2 separate regions of the Mus musculus genome follow, and region 1 is linked to region 2. The links are chromatin contacts, called in public Hi-C maps. All regions are on one chromosome and are shown on one strand. The core of a region is the stretch at or near the end of the contact, and the rest is flanking DNA. Distances in the headings are between cores, read along the strand shown.

Region 1 (5,016 bases), core at 405-2,904, 310 kb after region 2:
CAAGATCGTAGCAAGTAAGCAGAAACAATTTCATGCCTTTAAAAATGATTTGTGATTGAATGTATTCCAATCTATTATGTTAGAGTTGCTTATTCCTGTATTCCAAAAGCCACTGTCATCGTGAGATCTTCACATTTTGACCTCATTCAATTTGAAATAGAACACTATGAAGAAACTCAAAAGGAAATTTGTAATACTTGCTTAATGAAATGACAGAAGGAAAAAAACAAACAAATGGTAGAAAGAGAGACATATATACCTTCCATAGGACATTTTCAACTTAGGACGTGGGGAAAAAAACACACTCACTTGCCCTGCTCAGCATGTTTCTAAAAGTATTTATGCTCTGGAAGAATATCAGAGAAGTTATGTAGCTATGAGGGTGGTAGCTTTTGTAAATAAATGTAACCTGAATTTAATGCACTGTATAACTACCAGCTCCTCTAGAAGATAGTAAAGGAAATACCTTGCAGCTCATTAAAACCTTGACAAAGAATTTAAAACAACTTGGCTAAGGTGACTTAAATATGATATGTTGTATGGAAATGACTATGCTTTTCTTCAGGCAGGTACCCTATTCAGATATTTCCTTCAATGTGTATTATGTACTAAGTGTGGGAGGTTTGGTAGGTAGGGGAAGAAGAATCATGAGGAACCATTTAAGATATAAATAAAGCCTTTGGAATGCCTGGGCCATTCACTGGTTTAGGAGACCTTTGTGAGGGAGAAAAATATACAAGTTCAGAGTGTTAAACCCTATCCTTATAAATTATATACTGTTTTAAACCTTTTGGTAATGTTAGGGCAAGGCTAAGTAAGGTATGGTGCACTTTCGTGCACATGCACACACACACACACAGACACACACACACGCACACGCGCGCACGCGCGCGCGCGCGCGCGCACACACACACAACCCTAGTCTGTTTCAGAGAGTGGCGGAAGTGTTGTAAAACAATCCACCCATCTGTTACAGAGGCTTCCCACCGCGCTTCCTAAACCTCCTTGAGCAGTAACAGGATCTCAACCAGCAACTCTGATATGAATGCAAGAATTCTGGGGAGCGGTCCTGTGGACGCTGGATAAGGAAGATATTACAGCCAGTGATCTAAGTGGGTAAGAGAAAGGCCGAGTTGTTCACTTGTGAACTCTCTGGACTCTTTCTCCAGGATACTGGGAGAAGCCACCTTTTCTTTCCGCTGAGTTTAGGGGAAATGTGCAAGTTGAATTAGAGCTAAGTCACTTTCATGCGAGATGGCTCTGGGTGTGTGGTGAATGAAACACACTTGTGAGTCCCGTTTGTGACCCTTCTAATCCTCCACTTAGGAGAAGACAGGCTGGAAGCATGGTCCCCCTCAGAGACCTGACAATTGGACTCTCTGCTCTGATCTCCAGGCAGTGAGCAAGGCTGCACACCGCCCCCTTCTCCCTTCTTGTGTTCCACCTCCATTCACCGAAAGTCCCACACGGCTTCAGGTAGGCAGAGGCTGGCTAGGGAGTCTCCACCCCTAGCTGGCGGCAGCCATTCTGCGGGCTCGGGCGCTGAGGGGGTGGGGCCCATTGGCTGGGGGGCGCTGCCAGTCTCGGGAGGGGGTGTGGTGAGGGTGGGCTCTTGGGCCGCCGCGGGTCGAGGCTGCTCACAGTGTGTAGGGTGGTGGATGAGCTGGAGCCGGAGCCAGCGCGCTTCAGACTTGAGAACAGTTCAGAGAGTCAGAACGTGCCTGAAAGAGAGAGAGAGAGAGTCAGCGAGTGAGCGCAAGGGGACCTAAAGGAGTCAGGGAGAGAAAGCTAGGGCTCTAAGAGCTAGGCTCAAGACAGAGTGACCATGGCTGTCTCTGCACCTCCGGTGATCTCTGCAACTTCCAGCAGCGCCGGCGTCCCGGGGGGTTTATTCCGGGCTGAACCCCTGTATTCGTCTCCAGGAGAGCCCCCTCGCCTAACCCCTAACATGATCAACAGTTTCATGGCCAATAACCATAACGGCAGTGTCTTGGGTGGCGGGATTGGTGGTGGCAGCGGTGGCAGCAGCAACACCAACACAAACGAGTGCCGGATGGTCGACATGCACGGGGTGAAGGTAGCTTCATTCCTGATGGATGGCCAGGAACTGATCTGCCTGCCGCAAGTCTTTGACCTTTTCCTCAAGCACCTGGTGGGAGGGTTGCACACAGTGTACACTAAGCTGAAGAGACTCGACATATCTCCGGTGGTGTGCACTGTAGAGCAAGTTCGAATCCTCCGTGGGCTGGGGGCCATCCAGCCAGGGGTGAATCGTTGCAAGCTCATCACCAGGAAAGACTTTGAAACTTTGTTCACCGATTGCACCAACGCCAGGTGAGACACTCATTGCTTGCTTGCCTTTCTCTCTTTACCCCTTAGCCCTCTTCTGCATGTCTCATCCAACTTGGTCTGTAGAGGTTGAGTTCTGCTTCTTTGCATTGTAATCGGCGGGGTTGAGAGAACTAGGAGGGCTCATAAATTAATTGCCAGTCCTTTCTAGGCTGCTTTCAGTGGTAGGGCTTCAATTTGAAAAAGTCCCGCACAAACTTCAGTAGCAATCATCCACTGAAACTTTACAGCCGTTCGCCTACATTTTGCATGGCTTTTTGGCTGTTGTGGTAGTTATTTTCTTTATTTGCTTTTCTTTCCTGCTCTTTTGTGGCCATACGGGTCGGATAGTTTTTCTTCTGAACACGGGCATCAAGGGCTTTCTTGGGTATGGGGGCTGGCTGAGCTGTAACCTGGGCTCCTAAGCTGGCAACCGAGAAAAAGGCATTTAGGGGGTGCAAGGGAACGGAAGTCTAGAATCCATCCCAGAGGGTGATTCGATCCCCATCCTGTATGTTTGTTGTGAGAGTGTTTGGGATGTGTGTGCTGTGGTGGTGAAGGTGGTGTGTGTGTGTGTGTGTGTGTGTGTGTGTGTGTGTGTGTGTGTGTATGCTTGTACAAGTGCCTACAAGGACATATGCTCATGCCTGCTGCGCAAAGCTCCCTGGTGCATGGTAAAGTAGATGATGAGTCCTATTTAAAAACAAAAACCAAAAAACAAAACAAACGATGAGGACAGATGCCACTTTCCTGGAATCCTACCTCCTGGGCCACCTGCCGAGGTTAATGTGGGGCACGAAATGCTGAGGCTCAGGCTAGGCTGAGGCTTGGTGTAAAAGTTAGTAGGCTTTGTTGTTGTAGTAGTTGTTTTTTGTTTTTGTTTTTTTGTTTTTTGTTTTTTCTTTTTAGAGGATGAGCCAGCTCCTCCACCTCAGACAAACCAGTTAGTTGAAAGGATCCCATTTCCCCCAAGAGAGGATTGTTTAAATAATAATAGCCACCTTCCCAAGTCATAAGTGTACCTCCTTGATATCACAGTTTAAACGCGCATCAGACTCTGTTCATGTGCACTTAGAAGCAACTTGAGTTTGATGTTTTGAATAAAATTTTAGGAAAGGAAACCGTTGAGAATTATTTGACATTCAAAAATACGAATTAGTAATCTTAGTGTTTCATCTCCAGTCTGGTAATATCTCAGAAAAGGAATCATTTACAGACAAGATTAGTGTACAAATCAGGAAATTGCAATGAAAAAGGAGCAAAGAGCTTTGCTGTAAAGCAGCAGCATGGTTGATCATTTTATAAAGAACTTCTGAGGTCTAGTCTCATAATACAACTTTAAATGATGGCGTTTCTGGGTCTGAGGAATGAACCTGCAACTACAGGGTCATGTCTGTTGTAAAATCTAAATTGCTGTCTTTAGCGGAGATGTATTGACGATAACTAATAGGCAAACTGTTGCTTACTAGTGCAATAAGCAAAATATTGCTATAGAGCTTACAAGAGAACCTTTTCTTGTTCCTTCTGAGCAACTTTTGTGTTCAAGCAACTAAACAGAACCAGTTCAGAGGGAAACTCCTACCGGATTCCCATGTAAAGCTTAAAACCCTGGCTTATAAAGTGGAATTTCTTAAGGTAGATGCAGTAAAACACAAAGGGTAAGAGCCTCTCTCAATGCAAGACAAAATTATGGGTTTAAAAAAATAGAAATATTTTATAGAAAATAGAAAATTTTCACTTTGATTACAAAGAATATTACTAATACATGGACTCAGTGAGTTACCAGAACTTCTAATGGAAGCCATGTGATTCATTTATTGATATCAGATACACTGACTTAAAAATGATTGCAGAGAGAAAAAGCCATATTCATCTTTTCTCTCTCTTTCTCCCTCTCCCTCTCTTTGTTTTTTTTTCCTTCCCTTTTCTTCTTCATCATTCTCCTCCCCCAAACTGTTATTCCTAGTGTGAAAATTTTATACAGGGACCCTTCCCCCCTTTTTTCAATAATTAATATTCTCATTCTTGAGAAATATTTATAAGTTTCACTCTTAGAATAAACAGATTGTTATTTTATTATGAGTTTGATATTTAGTCTAGAAATAAGAACTTTAAAAATTTTTTAATGAGACATGCCAAAGAGATAAATAATAAATTATTTAGTTATATTGAGATAGGTTGTTCTATACTATTTTGGAATCCTGTTTTAATGTGTTTAGGTTCTTGTTTTAGTCTGATTAAGCTTTATTTATTCCTTTTCATTTGTATAGCTAACATTTCTATTTGATTTTTTTGTAAAATTGTGATAGAAAAGTATTAAATATAAAAATATATTTGTGGTACAATTTATAATGTATGTTTTGAATAATTGCCTTGTGAATATTGAAATATATAATTATAAAAATTATGAAACCTATTTTATGATTATAACACATAAAGAAGTGAGGAAAGCCACTAGACAGAAATAAACATAGTACATATATAGTAAAATTTAAATGGAGGAAAAGTACAATTACTTGAAAAATATAATTTGTGATAATATAACATTAGTAAATTCTCTTGCTGCAAACACTCTCATGAATATGTTAATAAAATTGCAAAATATCATTCTTATAAAAATGCTTCATTACTCTAGGTAACATTGTTTATAAAATCTGTGGTTTTAAATGCAATCTGAAGTTAGTGTTT
Region 2 (4,960 bases), core at 2,194-4,693:
TACAACTCATAACAAATTAACAATAGCAACAAAACAGGTATTTGTAAAACAGTAAGAAGACAGATTTGATAACAAAATAAAAATGTAGCTTTCTTTCCAAATGGTGGGGAGGAGGCAGATATTTCTTTTTCAAATATCATTGAAACATCAAATTATGGAGGAAAACAAAATGACAATACAACCAAATTTTATACCTCAAACTTGCTTAAAATATAACAATAACTACAGCAAGAAGCACAATTGAAAAATGTATTTTCTAAGGAATATTTGGAAAAATGGCTTGTTCTAAGACCAGAATAGGGCAGACACAAAGTAAGTATGGAATATTTTATTTACTCTGAATACAATTCTTTAAAATTTTTACTGGCTGATTATTAAGAAAACACACATTTCATGAGAAAATATACAACAATAGGAACATCAAAATAAGTAAATCCTAGGACAAAAAAATCATGAACCCCTGCTGGCAGTAGTAGAAAATGTCTAAGTGAACATGGAAGAAGGATTCCTGTTTAAAATAGGATGATGATATGTGTGCATAAAGTGGCATAATTGTAATCCCTACAGTTTACAATTATAATAACAAAACCAGATCATTTAATAATAACCAAAAGAATCTTGCTCTTGGGGTAAATTACAATGAGAACCTTTCAAATTCACCTAGTCTCAAAGTGACTCCCCAGCAAAAGCATATTAATTGCCAAGGTAAAAAGAAAAAGTACATTAAATAATTTATTCATGACTTTGATCAAGGGACAAGAAGATACTGTAGAACTGCTTTAGCATAAAAGAATTTAATGAATTATGTCAACAAACATGGCAGCAAGTCTAGACTACCTCTCAATTGGAGGGTGGTATTCTACAAAGAACACAATGAGTCAAATGAGAGGAACTGAATGTTAGAGATATATTATTGTAAATGCATGTGTCATATTCTTAGGACTACAGTTTATATAACTCATCACTAATTTGTCTGAGTAAAGTAGTGTCTGTTTCTGTGCCTGTATGTGACAGAGAACAAAGAAATGCCAACAGACATATCAGGATAAGGAGTATACAACATTTCTTTGTATGCTTTTTATTTTCATTTATTTTTAAGTAAGAATTTATTTTCAAAAATATTTGTTTAAACATAGACCCTAAAAGTAAAATCCAATAAACAAATGTAACTTGCTTCCCCTTACTCAGGAAAGGATTTACATCTGCTATGGTAAACCTGGTCAAAACTCAGTGACTGATGAAGTCATTAGACCTAGAAGGCAAGCTCCTTTTGATGTTTTGCTAAATTAACATGGTATGCCCATAAACTTTCCTTTGAGACACCTACATTTGTGCTCATAGATTAGGGCTGCTGTCCACTTGAGTCAGAGAAGCTGGCCAGCAGTAATTGTGGGCTCCCATAACTGATCAAAGTGCTGAGAGTAAGTGACCAATGCTCAAACAGAAATGGGACATATAAATTACCGCATTCAAGTTCCAAGGAACACCCTGTAAAGCATGGTAGAGTAAATGTAAAAGCTGGAGAAAGGAGAGGAATGGAAACTTGAGTCTGAGTTCTGGGCATAATGTGACTGCCGTACTCCTAAACTCATTTCAGCTGAAATCACCTGATAATACTTGTACAAGATTGGCCCTGTCATCATCTTCTCATGGAAGATGGAGGGCCACCCAGAGATACACTCCTCTATGAAGATTTATATACCTATAGTGATTGATGGGGGAGGGATAGCAATTTTATATTTGTAGTTGTGGTTGTAGCCACTGGTAAGGTACCATGCTTTGATAAACAAGTCCTCACTCATAATTCTGTAAACGGCCCTAATGAAACATACTGGGACACACACACACACCCCACAAAGGTGCGAAAGTAAGATTTTTGAGAAAGTATGGAAGTGGAAAGAAGGAAGAAATCTTCAAGAGTGGGTAAAGGACAAGAGAGGATAACAAATATGGTGAAGAAACATTGCACACATATATGAAAAAATAATGAAACACATGTTTATATACAATTGGCATATACTAAAAAATGTTAAATGTCTCTAGACCAATCTGCTAAGATATTTCAAGTTATAATTCTAGTAGTTTTCCATTTTGGATCTGTGGTCTCTATAGAACTGCAGTCCTTTTAGTATATAACCTGTGGAGCATCATTTGATCTGACCTGATTTTCAATTCTTCAGGAATATTTTTGTTCCATTACTTCAGCACTACAACTGATCTCCAATCTGTCCTCTGTGTTTCCACCTGGATATAAAGATAAGGTGGAAAAACTCTTACAACAGACCCAGTCAATCCAGATGTACATAGGCCTATGTCTATAATCTCAACTACTTTGAATGCTTAGTCATGAGAATTTCAAGCTTAAGGTCTGCCTGAGCTGCAGTAGAAGTTTATTGTCAACCCAGACAACTTAGTGAAACCATGTCTCAAATTTTTAAAAGTAAAAATAGATTCCAGTGGTGCTGCACGCCTTTAATCCCAGCACTGGCAGGAGGATTTCTGAGTTCGAGGCCAGCCTGGTCTACAGAGTGAGTTCCAAGACAGCCAAGGCTACACAGAGAAACCCTGTCTCGAAAAAAAAAATAGATTCCAGCATTTGGGAGGTAGATGTAGGAAGGCCTCTGTGAATTCAAGGCCAGACTTGTCTACATAGAAAGGTCCAGGCCATCCAGGTCTACAAAAAGAAGTCTTCTCTCCATAATATATGGGGATATAAATTATTTGGTAATTTGAAGCCTTAGATTCAGTCCCTACTGATGCAAAAACATAAAGAGACAAACCCAAAGAGGCTTAGTAAATGATTGATTTGTTAATACATTGTGAACTGAAAAATTGTTACTCTCCCACCCAAAGTTTTTACACAGAAATCTTAACTTCCGATGTAACTATATTTGAAGATAGGCTTTGTGAAATAATTATGGTCAAATGAATTAATAACAATTAATAATAAGCTGATAGGATCATTGTCCTAAGAAGAAAAGTGGAAGAAGTCATGTTTTCACTCTGTGAGTGCTCAGAGGAAAGGACATGAGGACAAAATCATTCAGTATAAACCAAGATGCTAGATCTCAAGAGAAACTAAACCACTAGAAAGTCGATCTTAGAACTTTACAGTCTCCATATTTAAGAAAATAGATTTCTCTGAAGTCAGCTGGTCTTTGTGTACTTTGTCATGGTAGCCTGAGGCCCAGACTGCCAATTTGTCTCCTTTCTCAATTCTGTTCACCCCTCACCAGTCAGTTTTTGGTTTACTTAAGAAAACATTTAGTGTGTGTGTGTGTGTGTGTGTGTGTGTGTGTGTGTGTGTGTATCTGTGTTGGGTGCATTTTTTTCTTGCCATTATATCCACATACCTCGGAGGTCAGAGGACAAGTTGTGAGGTCAGTCCTCTCTTTGCACCATATGAGTTGAAACCAGGTCAGCAGGAAATCACCTTTACCCATTAAGCAATGCCATGTTTCCTTTACAGAAAGCAGAGGAATGCCTGCTTCCGATGGACCAGAGGCTCTATCCGAAGCAGAAAAATCCATGAAAGAACACTTCCATAGCATCTCAAACTTTGATTTTACCACAAAAATAACTCCCTTTAATTGGGACTTTATGTTTGGCACTGTGATGAGATTTTTTTTCTAAAAATAAAATCACTTAGTTCTAACAATAAATCTCTACAATATGTGGCAATTTTTAAAAAATAAAAATCTTGTAGCTGTTTAGCAATTACAGGTAAACAAAATGAGGCAGTAAAACTTAAGATACTTATTTACAAAAGACTCAAAATTCTAATTCAAGTTTTTGAGTTCTTAACCACTTCTAATGGTCTTTTTTAACAGTTTTCTTTTGTAAACTTGATGTTAGAGAGAATGATACCGTAAAGAGAAATATTAGACTATGAACTGATTCATCTTTAGAAGTAGTAGAAACTTCATTCATTAAGTAGTTTAAGTACACAATACACTGCGTTAAACTTTGTGGCACGATAGGAGCAAAGTTTCTAATTTTAATCATTTACTCATGTGTTTGGTCACTGCCTAGTATTTCTTCAAGGGAGGACAAACATTTACTTTAGTCTGACCCATTATTTGCTGGAGCTTTACCCAAATGCCAACACTATGTGCCTGTGTCTCTTTCTCATTCTCCTTGATGAACAGGATGCACACAACAGAGCCATCTGGCAGTGGGGAGAAAATGGTGTAAAAATGAGATATGTGTGTGTAAATAAAATGTTGATGAATGAATCTCTGAGAGCTGAGATGAAAGTGAGGCAGAACAGATAGGTAAATCATCCTGATACTTGTGTTAGTGCTGAAATGATGCTCCTCAGCTTTTTTTCCCCTCCTGACAGCAGTGTGGGTGACAAGGAATATTTTCAGTTTTGCTGCTGACACAAATACTGAGGCACAAGAAGCAGTTTCCATTTTGCTGTTGAGTAAGCAACCTGCCTTCCAGAGAAAAGGCAGCATATTGGACTACTTACCTACAATGTGTACTTTATGTTCAAATGAGGGTAAGGTGGCATGAAAAACAATCAGATGGAAATAAATATTAGTGAAATGTGAGTGAAGTCAAGTTTATTCTTTTTGTGTGTGGTTTTCTTTCCCTTTATATTGATTTTGATCTCTAAATTGAGTGTAAGATTTGGAAAAGAAAATTCTTGAAATGGGATAATTTCTAATCTTCATTAGAATGTATGATGTTTTATATATACTGAATGGTTCCCAAATACCAAACACTGTGCTCTCCTGTTTGTCTTCCAAGTCACTGTGAGGTATAGATAGATCATTACTGTCTCTATTTTTGCGGATGATGATATGGCTTAGAGATACTGAGTAACTTACCTAAAAGCTTGGATAATAGTCTGATTTCACAACCTCAGTAGCATGGTTTTAGTGGACATGGTACACTAATTATCATCTCAAGTGTTTATGAAAACAGCAAGCAGTACCTTAGTCAGGCTTAATAC

The links. A called contact is a pair of places that touch in the nucleus more often than the background predicts.
Region 1: a Hi-C map of liver shows a contact between it and region 2, with 4 times the contacts expected there. The contact joins the promoter of Dach2 here to the enhancer-like site in region 2. A contact is called at or near these places in 10 of 39 promoter capture datasets (the 3T3-L1 cell line, the C10 cell line, the HPC-7 cell line and 4 more), 2 of 15 datasets of contacts at CTCF or cohesin (large pre-B cells and pro-B cells), 2 of 484 Hi-C or Micro-C datasets (gonadal supporting cells and liver), 3 of 115 datasets of contacts at active chromatin or transcription factors (large pre-B cells, pro-B cells and stem cell-derived neural progenitor cells) and 3 of 9 other capture datasets (adipose tissue, liver and pancreatic islet).

What each region holds. Positions count from the first base shown.
Region 1 is chrX:113,296,602-113,301,617 of GRCm38.p6, forward strand. It overlaps Dach2 (dachshund family transcription factor 2), which reads left to right and starts at 1,655. Exons shown (of 13, transcript NM_033605.2): 1 at 1,655-2,334. The coding sequence starts at 1,826.
Region 2 is chrX:112,980,863-112,985,822 of GRCm38.p6, forward strand. Gm14936 (predicted gene 14936) reads right to left here. Exons shown (of 4, transcript NR_166839.1): 4 at 2-2,244. Among named protein-coding and RNA genes, the nearest start is that of Gm14936, 26 kb to the right of the region's middle. Within about 2 kb of position 3,444, at least 6 of the 459 cell types and tissues checked have an H3K27ac peak or open chromatin away from gene starts, as enhancers often do. A contact at or near this core is called in liver, where this site is marked.